2 separate regions of the Zea mays genome follow, and region 1 is linked to region 2. A link is a contact called in public Hi-C data. All regions are on one chromosome and are shown on one strand. Each heading gives the region's core, a stretch centred on a gene start, on an enhancer-like site or on the middle of the called end of the contact. The rest is flanking DNA. Distances are from core to core; before and after follow the strand shown.

Region 1 (7,060 bases), core at 2,280-4,779, 680 kb before region 2:
TCTACAGCAGCGGCTTGCAATAGCTATGACGTGATCTAGAGTACCGATCTACAGTAGCGATGAGCTGATGATGCAAACGATGTGGTCCAAATAGTCAAGTCATGGCCTGTGAGATATGTTTCAAAAAAAATTAGGGACCACTTATTAGCAGACTGATGTGGGTTTATATTTTTTTAGCAACATTTTTTTTCCCTAACGGCCCCAATAACAAGTTTTGGGAAACATTTTTTTAGTGATCTCTTGGAGTTGCTTAGTAACCAATAAAAATTAGGCTAACTTCTATCGGTTACTAGCCGAAACGACAAAAAGATAGGCTAATTTTCGTCTTATGGTTTTCCTGTTCGGCCATGCAGGATCGGAGACCACACCTAGAGTGTAAATGATATATATTATGTGTTCGTATTTGAATTCGATCCGTCTAAAAAGGCTATGATCCGATCCATATCCAAATTCGGATACTCAATATCCGATTCGTATCTAGTATTTATCCATATCCGTATTCTGAAAGTTGAATATTTAAGATGTTAATACATGATCAAATCTTATTCGACACAACTGATAATATTTATATCCAATCTAAAAAGAAAATATGAAAATAAATATGAAAGAGTTACATTTGTCCAAATCTGATTCCATTACACCCTTAACCACACCGATACCGCTGAGGTCCAGCCCAGCCCCGTCTAGACCACACGGCTACCGGCATATGGTGCACCACACCACTGTGGTACAGAAGTGACGCATAGGATTCATGAAGAGAAGAAAAGAAGAGAGAGAGAGAGAATGATAATATAAACTTTGCCAGCTGCAACTGCAAGTATGAGCCCCAAACGATAGGGACGGTTTATTTTACTATTAACAATTGATATTGTTTTGTAGGCAGCCCTAGAGGAAGGGGCACTGAACTTGGCTTTCCTTGCTCCCAACGAGCTGCTCAAATTGCAAATTATCAATCCTGCCCATCACCAAGCTAAAAAAAAGGTGTCGACATCCGGGTTCCATCCCACTGTCTACACGCACAGCAACTCTACGATCCCCTATTATAAATATGAACAATTCTAAGACATTGCCATCTTCTTCGCCTCTATCATAAGGGCTCCAGGGCACGCCTGGTTGGCTGTGTCTGTGCAATACATGTCTGTCTAGCAGTGTATTCCACACACGGAAAATACTTATCCATGCTCCAGTTTTTAATTATGATGTACGAAAAAAAATAAACTTATCCTGTTTTTGTCATGCATGATGTGTGCCTAATGAAGCAGGATTCTGAAATTGATGAAGTCAGCTTATACATCTCAATACAAGACATGCACCGATGCACGTCACAGTAGTAATCTGGATAATTTTCATAGGCCGGATGAAATCAATGATATATAGATGAAATATGTGGCCGCATTAAATATATTACTATCAATAGGGATGAAAACGGCTACTTGTTCGGATATTTTTTTGGCTTTTTTCTTTGGTGGATAATTTTCATAGGCCGATGAAATCAATGATATATAGATGAAATATGTGGCCGCATTAAATATATTACTATCAATAGGGATGAAAACGGCTACTTGTTCGGATATTTTTTTGGCTTTTTTCTTTGGTTGCGAATAAATAGGATATAAAATTCAATGTACAAATTTATATTATTGTTTTTAGCATTAAGCTCGTAAATATTGATAAAAGGTAAACCTCATATTAATCATATATCTTCTCAAATGATAGATATAAAATTCAGATATAGATACAAATATAGATTCATATTTTTTACTTTTTTGTTGTAGGGAGCAAATAATGCATAAAACAATTTATACAAAATTTTATTCTTATTTGTAATAACGTGCTTGATAAAATAAGAAAAAAAATCAATATCAAATTTCATACATATCTATTTTAAAATATTGAATTTATCTAACAATTCAGTTATCCACTTTCATCCCTAACTATCAATATAACATCACATAGGTTGTCCATATCACATACCCAATCATATAAATCATCCATATCATATATGTTGGTCCTTGTTCTCGAATGTTATACATCAAAAACAAAGCAACACAATTGTTAACGATTAAAGACCTTCGTCTTTCGACGCATTATCTTCTTTCGGATATAATAATCTTCAGACGAAGGTCATGAATGATATACCTTCATCATCTCAGTAAACAAATATGAACGAAAGTACATAAAATACAAAAGAATATAAATAATGATGATATATCAGTAAATTATTTATATTCTCATTTCATAGACATGAATGATTATCCATAATATTTATATTACATTGATACATTTGACTTGCTAGAAGGAGAAAATGCGAGAGTGATGTCAGAGTGATTACAATCCAGCGTGAACAGTACTAACAGTGAGAATGATAATGAGCAGTACTAACAGAAGAAGAAACTGCTTTAGTCCATAGTCCCTCAAGGGTAACTAAAAGAGATACTAATATCATCTTGTGTCTCTCATTTATTTTAGTTGTACTAACAGTGAGAATGACAATGAACATTTTGGTCTTCTTATAAGTTATTTAATTCATTTTAAATATTTTTAATCTCTGAAATCAAACAGGATAAGAACTAAATTTTGGCATGTAGCATGTTTCCACACTTGGTGCAACTGTGCAAAGCATCAGCAAATCAGCCCAGGATTGATACTTGGTACCGGTAAAGGCGAAAGACGGTATCGCATCGCATCCAGTTGATGATAAATATGTTTGTACCAAGTAGCAACATTTAAGTAGCATGGTCCATCCAATGGCACGAACTAACTTAACATCCACTTGGGCTTAGACGATACACCAACAGCTATATATCATCAACATCAGTTTTTTTTTTTTTTTTGAAATTACCAGTGCCCTACTACTAAATTCCGTAAAATTATGCACGCTACATCCGTTTGATAAACTCGTGCAAAATTTCCGTTTCTTCTAGATTTCGGCCATCCGCTGGGTCACACTGTCCAGATCATCCCAACTTCACTGCACATCTATCCGCCACCTCACTCGGGTGTTGGAACACTCGGATTCTTTTTTTTTTCCCTCTGCCTGAAGAATCTCGCTGAAGCTTCTCGACCGATCTGCAGTGAGCGGTGCACGGCGATGGCGACGAACGTGCATTTGCAAACACGTACACGTACTATTTTGTTCGTTATTACAAGAGCGATGAGCTGTACCGTGTCAAATGTCAATGAAGGCCGCGCGGCGCCGGCAAGGTCGACAAGCGGACTTCCCGGCGTTGCCGTGTTTGTTCTTGATCGGAATGAACGGGTGCCCTTACATACTTGCCTGTCGGCTGGTGGTAGTGCAAAGCCCATCAGTTTGGGAGCCACGGGAGCGCCCTTGTGACTAGACTACTCGTCAAGTGAGTGACCTCTCCATCTGCTGCTGACTTGTGCCTCACCGTCGCAATCGCGGACTTTTTCTAGTCTATCCTTCTCCAATCTCCCCGGCCGCCTTGGCCTCTCGCCTACTCCAAGCGCCTCAATGGACTCCTATATAGTCGCCACCTCGGCACTGCCCACGATCACAGCCCAGCACGACACTACTCACCGCCAACTCCAATCCAAGTAAATTAAGCACGTACACGCTACTAGACAGCTGACCTTCCGACGAGCGAGTAGCGAGCTAGCATTTAGCAACATGTGCGGCGGTGCGATCCTCGCCGAGCTCATACCCAGCGCGCCGGCGCGGCGCGGCGTCACGCCAGGCCACGGTAGCGGCGGCAAGGGTCGGACTGCGGCCAACGACGACGACGACTTCGAGGCCGCGTTCCGTGACTTCGACGAGGACTCCGAGGAAGAGCCGGTGGGCGCGATTACGAAGAAGGCGTTCGGGTTCGCCGGGACCCGGCGCAGGCGGCCCAGCAGCCCGTACTACGGCGTGCGGCGCCGGCCGTGGGGCAAGTGGGCGGCCGAGGTGCGCGACCCCGTCCGGGGCGTCCGCGTCTGGCTCGGCACCTTCGCCACCGCCGAGGCCGCGGCGCGCGCCTACGACCACGCCGCGCGCGACCTCCGCGGCGCCACCGCCAGGCTCAACTTCCCGTCCAACTCCAAGCGCCGCTCCGCCGTTGCCAAGGCGGCGCCGCGCGTGGACGAGGACGAGGACGAGGACGAGAACGGAGGAGGCGGCGCCCTGCCCGACAGGTCGTGCCAGGGCATGTCCGCGGTCGGCTTGTGCGTCGAACTCGGCGGCGCCTCGAAGCGCGCCCGGACAGAGCCCCAGGAAGAAGCCCAGGGAAGGGAGAAGAAGGTGGCGCCTGCGCTGGCGCCGTCCGACGATTCCGCCGATACGCTGCTGATGGACGCTTTCATGTTCGGCGACCCGTTCAGCTTCTTCGACGGCGGCTTGTGCTACGAGCCTGCCGTGACGATGGACTGCCAGTTGTTGGGCGGCGACGCCGTGTTTTGCGACGACAGCGTGGGACTCTGGAGCTTCGACGACAGTGTTTGCTTCTAGGCCGGCCGGTTTTCCTTCTTCCAATCCTTGCTGCCGAGTTGCCCCTGTAAAAAAAAAGGATGTAGTGGAACCCTAATAAGCAAACCGTTTTTTACAGCCGATATTTCCTATAATTTCTTTTCTGTCCGAACGTGGGACCTCTTCTTCCTCGTGTGTCCGAACGTACTACAACGGATTCCTCGGCTCGGGTACATCGTACGCACGTGAACGAACGGTGATGTTGGTACGGTACGACGCGCAGGTCCATCTTACGAGATTTGCATATTTGCAAAAATATGCATTCCTACAAATTTCATTGAGCAGCCATTTCACTTTTCCCACCTCGTTGCATTGCAGCACCAGTTACCAATTGCCTATCCAGAAGCAGAGCAGCGCACCAGGGCAATATACCAATACCAGGAACAAAAATAGATGATGGCGGCGGCGGCGGTTTAGGTGAAGTATTATTGATCGTACGCAGTATGAGTACGGGGAGGCATGTTACTCTAGAAAAAATACAGGCTAGTTTTATCTACTGTTCACTAATCACACGGAGACAAATAACTAACAACATTAAGCTAAACCGCTAAAGCCACATGCATTGCATGGACGACGTTCCAAACCGCGGCGACGACGCTATGCAAGTTTCTAGCCGCCAAATAAAAAATACTCCATCCGTTTCTTTTTAGTTGTCGTTGGATAGTTCAATTTTACACTATCCAGCGACAACTAAAACGAAACGGAAGGAGTATGTGGCGGCAACTCTGGTAGATGGTGGTATTGGTATGACTCATCTAGATATAACTAGGTGGATGCCCGTGCGTTGCAACGGAAACACATAATAATCTAACGTAGTCTGAAACAGATATAGAGCTGGAAAGATGGGTCCAGGAAATGAGGCGAACACAGATCCGAATTTCCCAGGATAGTGAAAATGACCCATGATTATTATAGAAAAACATAAGTATTCACATTCTAAGATATAAAATAGCATAAGAGTGGAACGAGGGCGTCCATACTGTCCGTTTCGTGGGCCTCGCTCTTGCCGCTCAAGCACGAAAGAAGTCCCAGCGTCGCGTTCTGGTCCTCGACACCATCCGCGATATGACCTCTCTATAATATATTTTGGCTTCTGTCATGATCGGTGCTTCGTTTTATCTTTAGTTTTCTGTAGTAGCTGATTATAATGTAATATTATTTATAAATTTATCATACTTAAGTATCCATGATACTTATTTGGTATCATAATTAGTATTATTTTATTATATAAATTTAATCATACTTAAAACTACTTTGATCTCTCTAAAAAATATAATTATTTAAACCGTTTTGGAACATAGAATTTGGGACGGAGTATATCACTGCACGCTAGTTTATCTGTACAAGGCAATCTGCAATTGTACAGCACTGTACAGACTTTTATTATACAAACAGAGTAAAGAGTGCAATACAACATCCGTCATCACACGCACGGGTTAAGCTCGGACGCTCGGCGGCGCCATGTCTGCAGCACAAGGACTGGACACCATGACTGAGCAGCTGCTGAGCTGCATGCAGGAGCGATCAGTAGGTGTCATCGGTGTCTGCCTCTTCCTCGTCGCTCTCCAGCTCTGCCATCTCAGCCAGCAGCGATCAGTAGGTGTCATCGGTGTCAGCGATCAGTAGATGTCATCGGTGTCTATAATCAGTTGCTGAACACATAGAAATAATCGCGCAGTGAAAAGATTTCACTGTTAAAAACCTCACACTATATATCAAATTCAGCAGTGTTCTGCTGCAGACTGGTATACCGTTATCTCGGCCACCACGATCGCGACAGTCGTTGCCATCACGATCGCCACTGGTATACCGTTACTCGCCATTTTTTTTTGCAATGCAATCTTCAGTAATTAACTTTTATGCCTGTAGTTAGAACTTCTGCCGCCGCCGCTGCTGCTTGCGAGTTGCCATCTTCAGTCCTCGAAATGCCTTTCCAAGTCTCAAATCCGCCTCTACCAGTTACTGTCATTATCGATACTACTGTCTCTTTCAACTGTGCTTCGTATGCGTTTCAGGTTGGGTTGCATTCTTCTGGTTTGTTTGGTTTACCGCCAGAGAATGCCTGAGCCTGACGACTAAGCGAAGAACCGGCACCACAAGTCCATGATCTGAGCCAGTTTCTGGGTCGTAGCAGGAAACAGGGAAATGTACTCCATGTTGACGTGTTTGGAGAAGGCCAGCAAAGCTTTTATTTGCGTTGGGCCTTATTTGAGTTGAGCCTAGCCATGAGTTCCACGCTCTCTCCTCTTCCTCTACAGCACTTTGTTAGTCCACAACGCGTGCTACTGCTGCAGCAACAAGGCAACAGACGAAATGATGAATTCTTCTGTTTGTGTCTGGCCAAATGGTGTCCATGAAATGAGATCGCTGCAAGAATTTGCACTGATTTTTTTTATCTCTCTCCACCACCACGGACTGAGGATTGAGGAGACGCCACCCTGATGCTTATCTTCTTCCAGTTCGTAAACAGTAACCTGAACCTGAAACTTGCTCCAGTTTAGAACATGAAGCTGAACACTGCCGACAGTTTAGGCCCCTTTGGAACAAAGAAAAATTTTCTTGTGTTTTTGAACTAATTCCTGTGAAATTTCTATA
Region 2 (7,358 bases), core at 762-3,261:
TGTCATGGCGTATAGTTTTATTAAAAACTTCTCTAATTGTATATTTGATGGATCGTTTACTCTATCAAATTAGCTCCATTGATAATGGGTCTGAAAGTGTTTGGCTGAGCCTGAGAAAGTAGAACTATGGTAAACAAGCTGTTAGCGTAAGGATCACGAGAGATCGCCATCAAGCGGCGAGCGACAACCTGTAAGACAATGGTAGCCCGGATAAACACGGAGATATTTCGGCACCCTAAACCCAACATGCCGCGTGCGAGTTGCTGTCGGGAACGTGACAGAATCGTGCGCATCCGATCCCCGCCCCGGGTACTAGAGCCTTTCGAGTCGGAGGCGTACAACTGTACCGGACCGGGGGCACCCTGACCGCTCCCGTTTCAAAGGCGGGCGTGTTGGGCACGTCGCGGGGGCTGCCACACGGGAACGCACGCGCGTGGCCGGAGAAAGCGACGCGACGCGACGCGACGGACGGACGGACACGACGAGCACGGTTCGGTTTGAATATTAGCAGGGGGCGTGCAAGTTGCAGCGGCAGGCCTGGCCGGCAGCGGTTGGGACCTGGCCACCTGGGAGCGCGAAGGTTCCCGTCGCCTACTAGCTAGCTCGGTCGGCCTGTGGATTCTTTCCGTGGGTGCCGGCCCCACTTGCGCTTGCCCGGCGATAATCACCAGCGCAAGCGACGGTTGAGTATTATCATAATCCATTCCACACGCGCGCGAGAGAGACGGGGCGGTGCGGTGCGGACTGCGGTGGCTGGTGCCGCTCCACCAAAAGGTGTTGCCGCGTAGTGGGGGTGGGGTTTATAGTACTACGCGGTTTTGTAGGCACGTTTTCGTGGTGGCCGTTTGGACCACTTTTTTGAATTCTTGGGCAATAGACTATTCCTAGCTTTGCTTGTTGGAGGACTATACCGATGCGATTTTGAGGCTGTGATTGGAGCTCCGTTTCGGATTTTCAGTTTTCTATCTTTTCTGGAAGTCGTCAATATTTCTCTCTCTCCTCTCTCATGGTCAAGCGTGGAGAAGTTGCTGCTGGCATCGAGTTTTGTATGAATTCAGCCACGATTTTTGCAGGGAAAATAGACATTCAGAACGAAGGAAAGACACGAATTGTACATCCTCCATCTTTCTATTATCGAATCAATTAACAGCCAAACTCTCTCGTAAGGGAGAGAGAAAAAAAACAAGAATACGTTTCTACAATCCTCCGTCTCCGATCTCCACACCAACCCCAATCCAGCAGACCCAAAGGAAGCCAGGAACCCAGCCAATCAAATCGCCCCCGGTCGATCCAGGTGGGTAGCAAGCGAGATCCAAATCACAGCGCGATGTTGAGGCGCTCGGCGTCCGTGCCGCCGAGCCCGAGCCACGAGGAGGCCGGCTTCGCCTTCTCCGCCTCCTCGGATGGGGACGGGCGGGCGTAGGGGGCGCGCTCCACGAGGCGGTCCTTGCGCTTGGCCAGGAACCGCTGCAGCGACGCCTTCCGGGCGATGGGCAGGTCGTCGCGCGGCGCCGGCGCCGGGGCCGGGGCCGCCGGGCGCTCGGCGCCAGCTGCGAGGCGCATGACCTCGGCCGCCTTCTCCGCCGGGAAGTCGTCGAACACGACCACCCTGCCGCCGTAGAAGATGGTGAGCGGCGCCGCCGTGGAGGCGGACCCGGCCGTCTCCTGCCCCCTCGCGGCGGCCTGCTCCTGCTCGGCGCCGACGTCCGCGCCGGGCATGAGGCTCAGCGTCGTGGCCGGGGCGCGCGGGGCAGGGGCCCCGGCGGCCGCCATCTGCTGCTCGGCCTTCACGTACTGGCTCAGCACCCCGCAGGCCAGCGCGAACCTCCGGCTCTTGCCCTCCGCTGCCGCCGCCATGGCCATGTCAATCGATGGATCCAGACGACTGCTGGCTTCTCTTCTTGCGTCGCCGCGGGTCGTTTGCTGCCTTGGCTTGTGTTGCTCTTTGCTCTTGCTTGGTGCTGTGGGAATGGATGGGGGCGTCGCGGGGAGCCTTGTCTTTTATAGCGGGATGGGGGCGGGGCAAGGGCAATGGGCAACCTGGGCAAGGCAATTGATTTGATGGAGCGGAGAGGGCGGCATCGGTTTTTTTTTTTCCCACCGGCGGGTGGGGGAGACGTGAGACGCGGTGGTGGCGTGGTGCTGGGCACGAAAAACACGTGATTCTTGTGGGCGACGGCGACGGAAGAGAGCAGGTTGGGTGGGTGGGGTCAGCGGGTGAAAACGGAAACGGTATTTTTTGGACATCAGGTATTGTTTTAAAAAAATTTATGAAAAATAGCTTTAAATAGGAATTTAGGTTTAAATTGAATCGGTAAGAAAAATCGGAATCGAAAATAGTTTGAATTTCTTTTGACTATTTTTGAAAATTACTGTTTTTATTCGTAATTTTACCGTCTTTAATAAATTTGGTATTTTCAAAAAAAATATATTAAATCTAAACTTATCTTTATAAATTCATAATAATTTTATCTTAGCTCAGAAAAATATAAAAATAATTTTATTATTTTCTAAAATCAAGATCTATCTTTGATAATGCTATGATAATGTGGAAGGCATATCACAGATTTGCGATAATTTATATGTCATTTTTGGATTTAGTTCTTCTTACTTTGAATGTATGTTATTTTCTCCATTCTTTTTTATTTATCGTGTTTTAGTTTAAAAATAAACTAGCGACTGACAAATATTCGAGAACGAGTGTAGTACTATGCTAAAGTACCAGCCTACTACCAGTTATAATGGCACGGTATATCGAGGATCAGATTCAAAATATAAGGAGAGTGAACTGTGTTGGTTTATTATCCTGTGTTCTCTTCCTAGTATTCTTCTATGGAATCAATGGAACTATTCAATTTTCAAACTCCATAACTTATCATAATTAGTCACTTTTTATCATTGTTCATGACTAGAGTCGACCTAAAAACCTTGAGAACGAGTGAGCGTATTACTAATGTTGTTGGTATGCGGGAACGTTTGACTATTTCTCCTACACATTTCGATTGTTGCCTATTTTACGCACCTAATCATAATTCTCTACCTGCATATTATCTAGGTTAAGTAAGTGTTTGGATGCACTGGAGCTAATATTTAGTGTCTAAAATTAGTTGAGACATCCAAACACCTTAACTAATACTTCAGATATTAGTTATTTTTTATAAATTAGTTAATAGTTAGATAGCTATTTGTTATCTAGCTAATTTTACTACTAATTTTTAAACAACTAACTATTAACTTTAGTGCATTCAAACACCTCCTAAATCTCTAATCTCTAATATACTTAAAGCACCTATTTCAACGGTCGTCCTGCGTCATCTTTTTACAAAAAAATCCATACATTACATTTCCTTCAAATCAACTCAACGTGAAATATTAAAAAGCGGTGCAGGACGTGGGAATTGAACCTACACCATGATGGAAGGAGGGTAGAAGACACTAGGCAAAACTATCTAACCAGTAGAACATCATGCTCAAATGCTTATAATATTGAATATAAATTGTACATATGTATACATGATTTTTTTGTGAAATAAAAAATAATCGTGCCGGGCCGAACCAGCACTATGGCCCGAGGCTATGGCCCAAGCACCGCATGGCGCTCGTGCCAGGTTTGCCCAGGCACTATTAAAAGGGTCGTGTCTCAAGTCGGCTCGCCAGACACGACCCATTTAACCATCCATATCTCTGTACGATAATGATGGTCCTCGCCTTAGTTGCCACCACCTTGTTCGCCATTCTATTTCTTTTCTCTCTCCTCTCATGCCTTCACCTCCGTGCCACCTCATTCTTGACAGAGGGCGTAGGAGCAAGCGCCTCCTCCCCGTATTCGTCAGACACCAGCCCCGACACCGACTCGCGCAGTGGCTATTGTACATCCATGAGGACATTTCACATCATGCGCGCAACATCGTTTTTGTCGTCGTCGGACGTCCTGTTCGTCTTCCCTGCCTTCGTCCGGTTCTTCCACCCCAACCTGCTACCTCGCCCACGGTTTGAGTCGCGAGCCGACCGATGCACACACGAAATACGTGCAGGATCATCATTAGAACCATCATACTTGCTGACCATCGATGAACCGATCGGATTAACCAACCAAAGTTGGCCTCCGTCATTATATATTGTCGTCGACGCGGGTACAGGGCGAGTCGGTCATGCTCCTGGCCTTTCTCCGTGTGTGCCGTCGAGGAGGACATGGTGGCGCCTGCCACGCTTAGGTTATCTTAGCGATGAGTCCAAGTCTGAGATATTGGACAATTAAGGCATGTAGCGTGACAGCAGTCGGCATATGCTACAGAGATAGTGGTGGTGTTGTGTCGCTTCGGCGGGTCCAAGGCTGGGAAGACGCGCGCATTCTCTCGCCCTTCTCGGACTGACGCCTGGTGCGGGTGTCTCTTGGTTTGGAGCTGCTCCGGCTGAGCTTCTTTATCCGCTTGCGTGCTCTCTCCCTATATATCTAGCGATATACTATATATTTCGCCTACAGATGTCCAGGTCTTCGTCGTGTCCTTCTTCGGCAAAGAACATGTATGTCCGCTTCTTCTCTTCCCCTTATGCTATACGAAACCTTAGAAGTAAGGAAGATGAGGGATGTGGGTCTTTGATTTGCTGCCTATGATACTCGTGCGTTCATAAAAAAATATTATACGAAGAATGAAAACAACTAATAAAAAATCTTGAGATCTTTTTTTTAGATAATTTATGTGGGTATTATCGTGAGCCGTCGTAACGTACTGGTAACCGATTATTATGATAGATACGTTAGTCCATAACCAATAACCCGAGAATTGATGTCCAGGGATCGGAGGCTGCACCGTCGACGACCAAGGCCATGTTTGGCAATGCGTTCGCAACATGATCCATTCGACGTGTCTTGATCGAGTCATGTTCTGCAGCTCCTTCCGCTCTCGATCGGCCCAGCAGAGGATGAACATCATCTTAATACGACAGAGTTGAACATGCACAACCCAGCATGTATTCTTTCCGGTAGCCAGCCCACTGCCCACATCCAGAAGACAAGATGGTCCAGAACCACCCTCGCCGTCCTACTAGTGCTGCTCCATCCATGGAACCAGAACCATGTTTCCTTCCTCAATAAAAAACAACACGAAAACAAGCGCTCAATACGCTAGCTGCATGCCCGTTAGGTCGACCCCGTTTGTTTCAGGTTTTTTTTGATCTTCTGACGTTAAAAGCTGTTGTGGACTATCAAATTCTTAACTTTTCAGCTTGTTTATATAAAAGTCGTTTCGGTAAAAACCATCCAAATATCAACATGAATATATAATTGATAAAGTCGATAGCAGAAATCGTTTTCTAGATCCAGAACTCCATGTACAAGTTTATCGTACTCCGTATGTTCTTCAACTAGATTCTATTCATAGTCCGATTCTTATCAAAGAAGTTGAAAAGAAAAAAATCTAAACCAAACAGCCGACGCAACAAGATCACATATTCACATCAACAACAAAAAACTGAAAAGGGGACCCGTACGAGCTCCACCCACATGTGTGGACTGTGGGGGACCTGCGGCAACTGCGTGCACGCCTTTCCCCTGTGGCCTTCTGATGGTTCACGAGAAAGATATCGGGGGCGTCACGCCCATACCGCACAGGCCTTTATTCCCGCTCTCGTTCGCTGCCCGATTTTCTGGTCCGCGTATTATGTCTACCTACGCGCATCGTATCGTATCATATAATCCGGCTAATTGCGGTTGAGGCGGCGGAACGATGATTCCGATTAGTCCGCCCGTGCCCAAACCTGTACTGCTGCCGGCCTGCCATCTTTGAAACGAGACTCCTGTGGTGTGTGTGTGTGTGGTGGTGCCGGACTGCCGGTGTCAGTCGAGATGCGTCATGTGCGCAAACACGTTTCGCGGAGACGGGGAGCAGGACAGCGACGTGCCGTGCCGCACCGCGCCGCACCGCCCACCTGCCCAACCCGTCGCGTGGCGTGAAGAAAGATGCCGCGCGGGGCTGGCGACACGTACGCGCCAGAGACTACATTAATTTCCGTCACATGTGCGCAGCAACGTGCTGGGATAAAGATATGCATCGCGACGGCGACCGCATAATAATCGGGCGACTTGTGAAACGGGGGGGAACAGTATAAAGAATCAGAGGCACCGCACGACCAGACATATTAAGCAAAAAAAAAAAAAAATCTCGCCTTTCTTGCGCCACCCGCTAGCTACAGCTAGCTTGACGTGGGCTCGTTTGGTTTGTTAATTTAATTTGGTCCTGCCGTCCTGCGTGTATAGTTAGTTGGAACCCCATGTCTTTGTTAATTCCTTTTTTTAATGTACTATTAAAAAACGATCCAACACAACTTGCTCCCCCGTGTCTTTTGTCTTCTACTAGTAACTCGCTCGCGCCATGCGCGAGTCTTTGACCGTTGCATTTACATGGTTGAAAGAGTATTAATTTAGGCATATAGAAACAACAAATTATATGTGATACACAAAATTATCTAAATAGACAATTATTAGAAGTATAACAGTTTAGTATACAAATGTAGCATTATGAGCAATCTAAATCTTATATTACCATGACGCTATTTACAGATAATCAAGTAGATATATATACATGTATCGAACGTTCAAAAATATTGATCTTAGTTGCCACAAAATAATTATGTGCTCAAAAAAAAGTTTACAATGAGTTTCTCAAGGTACACACCGAGAAATTTATTGAGACAAAAAAATATCGGTGTAAGGCCACAAAATATAGATTGGCACTAAAGAAACATGTGTTTTTTACAATCATGTTTAATATTCATGGAGTTCATTGTCCTATCTTTCGATGAGTAGTGTTCTTTTTTTCAGTCTGTATCCACTTGATTGGTTATCCGTATCATTTCATCCTGAATCATCGCGACTTTTACTAAGCATCTGTTTAGTTGCTTGTATACAAGAAACGGTGGCTGCATGAGTGAATACAAAATAAATCATTCTAAGGCCATTTATCTACATCCGCACATACGCCAAAAATAGCCATACCTGGCCGCTATGTGTTGTGTCGATAGTAAATAGTGTTAGTGACTAACTACTGGAAACAAAAATATAATTAGGTAATGTGTCTTTCTCTCTGGACCATCACGTTCGTCAAGGAACAATATTGATCTTATGTTACGGTTCCCTGATTTACCGAGTGATGAAGATGGCACGTTGACCATGTGTTTTTCTTTGTGTGTATATATAGTGAACATGTATGTGTATTCATAATATAGGATCAGTGTGCATATATTTAATTACATATGCTAGCATATGTACAATCTATGTATATGTAATTAGGTTGTCCTTCAGATGTTGTTCCAAGAGGTGTCGGGGACAATGAAAGCAAAACCTTGGACTGTCAACTCTA

Evidence for each region. Hi-C and Micro-C count contacts between places; a contact is called where the count stands out from the background.
Region 1: a contact with region 2 is called in a Hi-C map of leaf mesophyll, with 2.6 times the contacts expected there. The contact joins the promoter of LOC100502296 here to the promoter of LOC100283151 in region 2. A contact is called at or near these places in 1 of 25 Hi-C or Micro-C datasets (leaf mesophyll) and 1 of 3 datasets of contacts at active chromatin or transcription factors (seedling).

Annotation. Positions count from the first base shown.
Region 1 is chr1:17,725,640-17,732,699 of Zm-B73-REFERENCE-NAM-5.0, reverse strand. It overlaps LOC100502296, which reads left to right and starts at 3,529. Exons shown (of 1, transcript NM_001196774.1): 1 at 3,529-4,540. The coding sequence starts at 3,632. The coding sequence ends at 4,447. It overlaps LOC103631807 (wings apart-like protein 1), which reads right to left. Exons shown (of 4, transcript XM_008653442.2): 4 at 5,739-7,060.
Region 2 is chr1:17,045,893-17,053,250 of Zm-B73-REFERENCE-NAM-5.0, reverse strand. It overlaps LOC100283151, which reads right to left and starts at 2,011. Exons shown (of 1, transcript NM_001156053.3): 1 at 1,073-2,011. The coding sequence starts at 1,863. The coding sequence ends at 1,318.